Regions from separate parts of the Ovis aries genome. Here region 2 is linked to region 1. Evidence: chromatin contacts called from public Hi-C data. All regions are on one chromosome and are shown on one strand. The core of a region is the stretch at or near the end of the contact, and the rest is flanking DNA. Distances in the headings are between cores, read along the strand shown.

Region 1 (3,207 bases), core at 491-2,990:
AACCGTGATACAGTAAATTTCTAAATCACTCAGTCTGTGGTACCTTGTTATGACAACTCGAGGAAACTAACACAGATGCCTTCAGATGCCAGACCAGCAGCTAAAATGAGTGGTGGGGGTGAGGTCTTTTCGGGGAGGCTGTGTTAGTGAACTTCCCTGAAAGGGATGTGTCCCTCTGAGCAGGCCGGCTCAGATGCGGGGTGTGTGGGAGGCAGAGTCCAGAGACCCAGAGGAGACGCTGGCTGGCAGCCTCGACAAGGACGCCTGTGAGGAGGAGGAGGCCACCTCCGAGGTAAAGCCAGGCTCACCCCACCACACCTGGAGCAGCTGAACCACCACGGAGACAGAAACTTGGAACACTGCCTGCAAGTCAGGAATCTCATGCGACCAGTCTGGTCTCCTGCATGCCCGTGCAGGGCACACCTCTCCACCCACAGCCTGCCACCCTCAATGCGTGGCAGGGTCACTGGGATTTCAGAATGGAAAACCACATCTGGGTCCATCCCAGGAGACCAGTCTTAAAAACAGTTTGTCAGGCTGGACATCTCCCTTTCCCTGCCCTGGCAGCCTTCCAGGCAGAAAGCCCTTGAGGTCAAGGCAGGCGGCCGGGTCCTGCAGTTCAGCCTGGGAGCTGGAACCTCAGGAACAGGTGAGATGGCAGGAATGAAGACATGAATGTTAGTTGCTGAGCCGTGTCCAACTCTCTTCGACCCCATGGGCTGTCGCCCGCCAGGCTCCTCTGCCCATGGAATTCACTAGACAAGAATAAATACTGGAGTGGGTAGTCAAGGAGATGGCAGGAAACCTCTCCTAATAAAAGCAAGTCATTTGCCATCTGGCAGCCTTGGCTCCAAGTTTCCAGAGAGCTGGGCTGGGCCCAGTGCATGCCTACTTGCTTTTTTCTAAAAAAAAAAAAAAAGAACAAAAAAGGATCAGGTGTGTTCTGGGAAGGCTGCCCTCAAGGAGGAGGGAGGGTGACTGGGGGAGTTGGAACAGCAGTCTCTTTCCCCTCTGAGACAGGTGTACCTGATGGTTGGTGACCGAGACAGATCAAGCCTCATGCCAGGCCTGTGGCCACAGCAGCCAGTTGCTTAATCAGAACCTGGAGGATGAAGCCTGGAGAGGGCTTCCAGATGCTTCCTCTTTCTCAGAGCGATTGAGCAGCGGGGTGGGTGAGGCAGCTCTGTGGCAAGCAACACGTGGAGCGGATGGATACTCAAACGCCAGCTAGAAGCCTGGGGTCAGCTGGGCCTCCCGGGCTGGGGGCTGGGTTCTGGGTTTGCTTCTCAGCTCTGTAGGGAGCTGTTCAGTGGCTTAGCTAGGCAAGACCCTTCACCTCTTAGGGTTTCACTTCCCCCAGTTATCAAAAGGGGAAAAGCATCTTCCTCTTGCCCAATCCGGTCTCCTGGGCCATGGGTACTGACGAGGGTCTCTGGAGATGAAATAAAGCTCTTTAGAGAGGGGCTGGGGGTGGGGCGGGCCGGGAGGGAGGGAGGCCGGAGGGAGGAGGTGACAGACGAGAATGAAGCGGGCAGAGCAGGGACCTTGGGGGTGGGGACGGGGGCTGGGGAGAGGCGGCCGGGAGGACAGAGGAGCCTTTGTGCGGATTGGAACCGGGGCCAGAGGGCTCTGCCCTTCACCTCCCTCCCACTGGGCTCTCGGAGGCCGGATAACAGCCCAGCAGGCCGCCCCGCCTCCCTCGCCGCTGGGTTTCCAGTTAACCCCGCCCCCGCGCGGCCGCACGACCCCGGGGGCTCCAGCTAGGGAGGCGTAGGGACCCTGCGGCAGGTGGGCTTTCTCACTAGGCTCGTGCACGGCCACGTCCTCGCTTCCCGGGCCTGAGTCCCACCAGACTCCGAGGTTTAAGCAGCGGCTTCTCAGGACTGATGGAAGCGCTCGCGGGGAGAAGAGGGAGGCCGCCCCCCTCCAAGATCCGAGATCCCCGGGAGCATCACGCCGCGTCCTGGGTCTTCCAGGCGCCCAAAGCCCTGACTTTGACCGTAGTCCTGGCTGGAGGAGCAGGCAGGCGAGGGAGGAGGGGAAGAGGAGAGCCGAGGGATCCAGCCCGGGCTCCCGCAAGGAGCCCCCTCCTCCCGCCGGCGCTGGCGTCCCCGCGTCGCGTGACCGCGGCACTGCGGCTGCAGCGCGGCGCTCGGCTCCTGGCGCCGGATTCCTGGCCGGGGGGTGGGGAGCCTGGAGGTTCAAGATCAGACCTCGGTGGACTCCGGTCGCGGCGCTACTAGAGGGTGATGACGCCCCGCCCCGCTCCCCGCTCGGGTTCTTAGTTTCGCAGTTTCTCGACCCGTGAAAGCATCGCTGAGTCACCTTCCCGGAACGCGCTCGGGACACTCACGACACAGCCAGGAGAGCCCCCAGAGCTGCGCAGGGCGGAGGTGGCCACCACCCGGCCGTGTGCCAGGCCAACGGCCCTGGGACCCACGCGTCCCAACCTGAGCCTCTCCCCTACCCGGGGCCCCGCCCCGCCAGGTGTTGGGGAACAGGGCCGCCTGGGTTCTCTCGCAAAGGGGTACCTCGGAGTCGTGCCGAGACCTGCCTCTTCTCGACTTTCAGGGGCGATGGGAAGCGAGACGTCTGCGAATGGGTGTCGGGTGGGGGCAGGTGTGGGCGCGTGAGCACCCTGCAGCCCCGGCCTGCACCAGCTAAGCCTCCTACAGCGGTTTGCTCTTTTCTAATTTTGGTTAGAGAGTTAGAAACTTGGTAACTTGACCTTGGCAACTTCCTCCTCTGGGTCGCCACACACTACCCACCCCCCCCCCCACCCCTCCGGCACAGGGAGCCTACTCGAGCGGGTCGTGGACACTTTCAGGTCGGACACTTACTTGCCGGTGATGTGTTTATCACACCCCGTTGACACCCGAGGCCCGGGCCAGTTTGCAGCTCCCCGCTGAGCCAGCGGGGGCGACGGAGGACACGCCCCCATGCTTGGCTCCCCAATCCAAATGGGGTCGCCTAGGCCTGTTTACACCGCCAAGGTCCTTTCAGGTGGGTGAGGGGCGCGGGGCCTGGAGCGCTCGCTGGTTCAGGCGAGCCTCGATGTTGTCCTCTGGGAAAAGCACCCAACTTTTGAGGTTTCCAAGGCCCCCTCCTCCGGACTGCGTCCCCCCCGCGCTGCTGGCCCTCACTCCGGGGATGGCTCCTCCGGCTGTCTCAGGCTCCGTGGCCGTGCGGTCCAGGAGGCTAAAAATA
Region 2 (3,207 bases), core at 249-2,748, 210 kb before region 1:
AGGGGGAAGCCCCGTGCTCTCAGGCCTCAGGGTTGTCCCAGCACTGCTTCTGCCCCTTGCCAGGTCTTCGCATTTGCTGCCTTTTCTCTGGTTTTCTAGACAGTAGGCTCCAAGAGGAGAGGGACAGGGTATACTTATTCCCCACTGTATCCCCAGGATCTACCACATGCCTGGCAGATCGGAGGTGGCCCAAATAAATTGGCTGAAGTTTGATTTGAAGGCGAGGCAACCATTACATTAACTTCTCAGAAAATCACCTCAGGATGGCTTCCCTTCCACCCTTTAAAGCCAGATCTCAACTTATGTTCTCCCTGATGCTTTCCTAGACTGAACAGGAACTACTTTCATATAGAGTAGCCTCAAGGTACTCTATACCAGCATTCCTGGTACCTTCAAACCCCCTCTCTCTAAGGCTAAATCTCATTAAGTAAGGACTAGCACCTGATGACTGTGTTACTGAATACATACCCACCTTTCTATCTACTACTCAGTTTGGGTTTTCCAGGCTCTTTTCAGAATAAGAAAGGAAGTTCATGTTTATTGAGTACCTATTGTATACCAGATACTGTGCAAGAGGCATTTCCATGCATTAGCTTCTATGACCTTCACAGCTACAATGGAGATTGGCATCGTCTATTTTAGCAGAGGAGGTAACTGAGGCTCAGCGTTACCTGTCAGGAGCCACACACACATAAGTGGAGGGGCAAGGGCTAGATCCCGCATCTATCTGATTTCTGATTCATTTTACCCCTCCAGCTCTCCAGAGTGACGGCTGAGTCTCCTGCCCTCAGTAATCTCAGAAGTGGTAACCCCACCCGTGATACCCGCACTTAAACTAAGGGTGACCCATGGCCAGTACCCAGCCCACTTAAGTCAGTCTCACTAAATGTTTGCGGAAGGAGAGAAAGAAGAATGGAGAACTTAGGCAGAAAGCAGAAATGTGGGGAGGCTGCCGCATCCTCAGCGAAGTGGCGGGCAAGGGTGTAAGAAGTGTAACACTGTTGCTAGAGAAACCCAGACGTTACCACCCATCACCACCCAGGCCAGAAGCCTCAGGCTTTAGGTACCAAACCCCTGGGTCGCAGCGTCTGGAGGCCCTCCCAGCGAGGGGTTACTCACCATGTTCTTGGTGAGCTGGTCGCTCTTCTCCAGGCTGTCTCGGATGAAGGACAGCGTCTCCTCCTCCTGCGAGGGGGAGGGGAGGACATCAGCAGAAGCCAGAGACCACCGCATCCCGGCTCCACAGCCTCGCCCGGACCCTATTGCCTGGTACCCGGCCCCCTCCACTCCTGCTACCTCCCCTCCCTGAGTGGACGCCCGGCCCGGATCTCGGCCCCTTCCCTCACCTCCTCCCCCGCCTCCCCAGCCCCACCTGCTTCAGCTTGTCCTCGATCTCCCGCCGCCGGGCGGACGCCTCCTGCGGGGGAATCATGACTTCGACCCTCCCTGCGAGCGGCTCCCACAGCCGAGCGGCTCCCACAGCCCAGCGTCTGGCTTCAGAGAGCCCTCTCGGCTCCCGTCCCTGTCACACCCACTTCCGCCCGTGGCCCCCTCCCGGGGGCCCGTTTGCCGCCATGTTGGGAGTGGCAGGCGGAAGTGCGCCTGCGTGGAACTCAGGGACAGGGGAACCCGGCAGGTGGCCATCTTGGGTGTGGCGGGGAGGTGCACCGGGTTTCACCTTGATGCGTGTTGCCGCACTCATCAGAGAAGGTTCTCTAGGGGTGTTTTGTCCCGCAGCTGGCACAACAGTTACAGCTCACTTGCCGTCTTCGTGGGAAGGCTGACTCTTTTCACAAAGATTAATAACAAATTCGTTTGTCTGGATCCAGGCACAGATGAGGTGTTCCCCCGCAAAGCACAGCACAGAGCTTGTCACACAGCAGGCGCCTAATGTGTGCTCATTTAATGACCGAGGGACCTATGTAGTCGTGTCCCCCTTCGGCCCTAAAAGCTCTCACGGAATGCGCCCTGTGTGCAAGCCCTGGCCCGGGCAAAGAATGGTCGCCCATGGCCCCAGAGGCATCCATAACTACAATCCCGACTTGTGAGGGGCTCGGCCAAATTCCTGGGGTAGGAGGGGTTCTGGGAGCACTCATCCCGGGGACTGGGATGGGACCAGAGAGAAGCTCCAAGCGCCACACTAAGGTGTCTGTTTTGGAAAGAGAGACATGGTTTTATTTGCTGGGGGTGAGGGCCAGGCCGCGGGTAGCGAGTGGCTTCAGCGGTGTATTTGCCCAGGTCTGGAAACAGTGCAAGGGGAAGGCTGAAAAAGTCCAGACCTGTCCGAGGGGTTAGAACCCAGGTGGTGTTCTCAGTGATGGAGACGCTGAGGCCTATCTGCTGGTGCTCAGACACAAGGGGAGCGTTTCTCATAGGGCCGCTGAGGACATCAGAAAGGCCTGGAGGGCTGGTAGGGACCCTCCTGCAAGAGGCCAAAATATCTCAGCTCCTTTGCCCAGAGTCTCCTCTAATTAGGGGCCAGCCAGGGGTGGGGAGGTGGCCCTGGGTCAGGGTTCCTGCAGGGATGAATGTTCTAGATTCACCACAGACACAGCTCCTGCAAAACCTAGTATTACTCCCTCCTCCATTGCAGAGGCTCACCCTGCCTCTGGTCTCACCCTGGGGTGGTAAGTGGCTGCACAGCTTTGTTGAGGCATCCAGATACAGGAAGACAGACAGTGAAGCATATGCTGGTGGGTGAGAAGGTTTGGGGGGCATCAAGTTATAGGGCTCCCAAGGCTCTCCCAGGGGCCAGCCAGTTCCACAAAAAGGAGGAAGAAGTGGGACTGAGCCCCTGGAGAGGGATTGGACAGCTTTCTTTTGGGGCGAGAGGACAGTTTCAGATCTGGCTGATGGCCGTGAAAGTACTGATGAAGGAAATATCTGGGAGGCGCACCCCTATTGCAGATGAGGGAGATAAAAAGGCGTGTAAGGTAAGGCGTAAAAGGTGTGTAAGGACACCTAGGATGACTCCATTGAGGTGGTCCTTGTGCAGCCCTGAGAACTAAGTGAAAGGAAAAGTTTAAATTGTTAGCAGCCAGAGAAAAGAAAAAGTGGACTAGAGGGCTTTGGTGGAAAGGACTTTGGGCTCAGATGGACCAGCCCTAAGAGCCTCATTCAACACTTAACCTCTCTGACTAGCACCCAGCCCACAGTAGACCCTCCAGAAAATGAATAACATCATCTCAAGAAGAAATCCTTTACGGC

What was found. Hi-C and Micro-C count contacts between places; a contact is called where the count stands out from the background.
Region 2: a Hi-C map of tail adipose tissue shows a contact between it and region 1, with 4 times the contacts expected there. The contact joins the promoter of EXOC7 here to the promoter of SPHK1 in region 1. A contact is called at or near these places in 4 of 16 Hi-C or Micro-C datasets (hypothalamus, skin fibroblasts and tail adipose tissue).

Annotation. Positions count from the first base shown.
Region 1 is chr11:54,695,356-54,698,562 of ARS-UI_Ramb_v3.0, reverse strand. It overlaps SPHK1 (sphingosine kinase 1), which reads left to right and starts at 1,740. Exons shown (of 6, transcript XM_027974125.3): 1 at 1,740-3,003. The coding sequence starts at 2,940.
Region 2 is chr11:54,904,707-54,907,913 of ARS-UI_Ramb_v3.0, reverse strand. It overlaps EXOC7 (exocyst complex component 7), which reads right to left and starts at 1,498. Exons shown (of 19, transcript XR_009595635.1): 1 at 1,373-1,498; 2 at 1,120-1,185.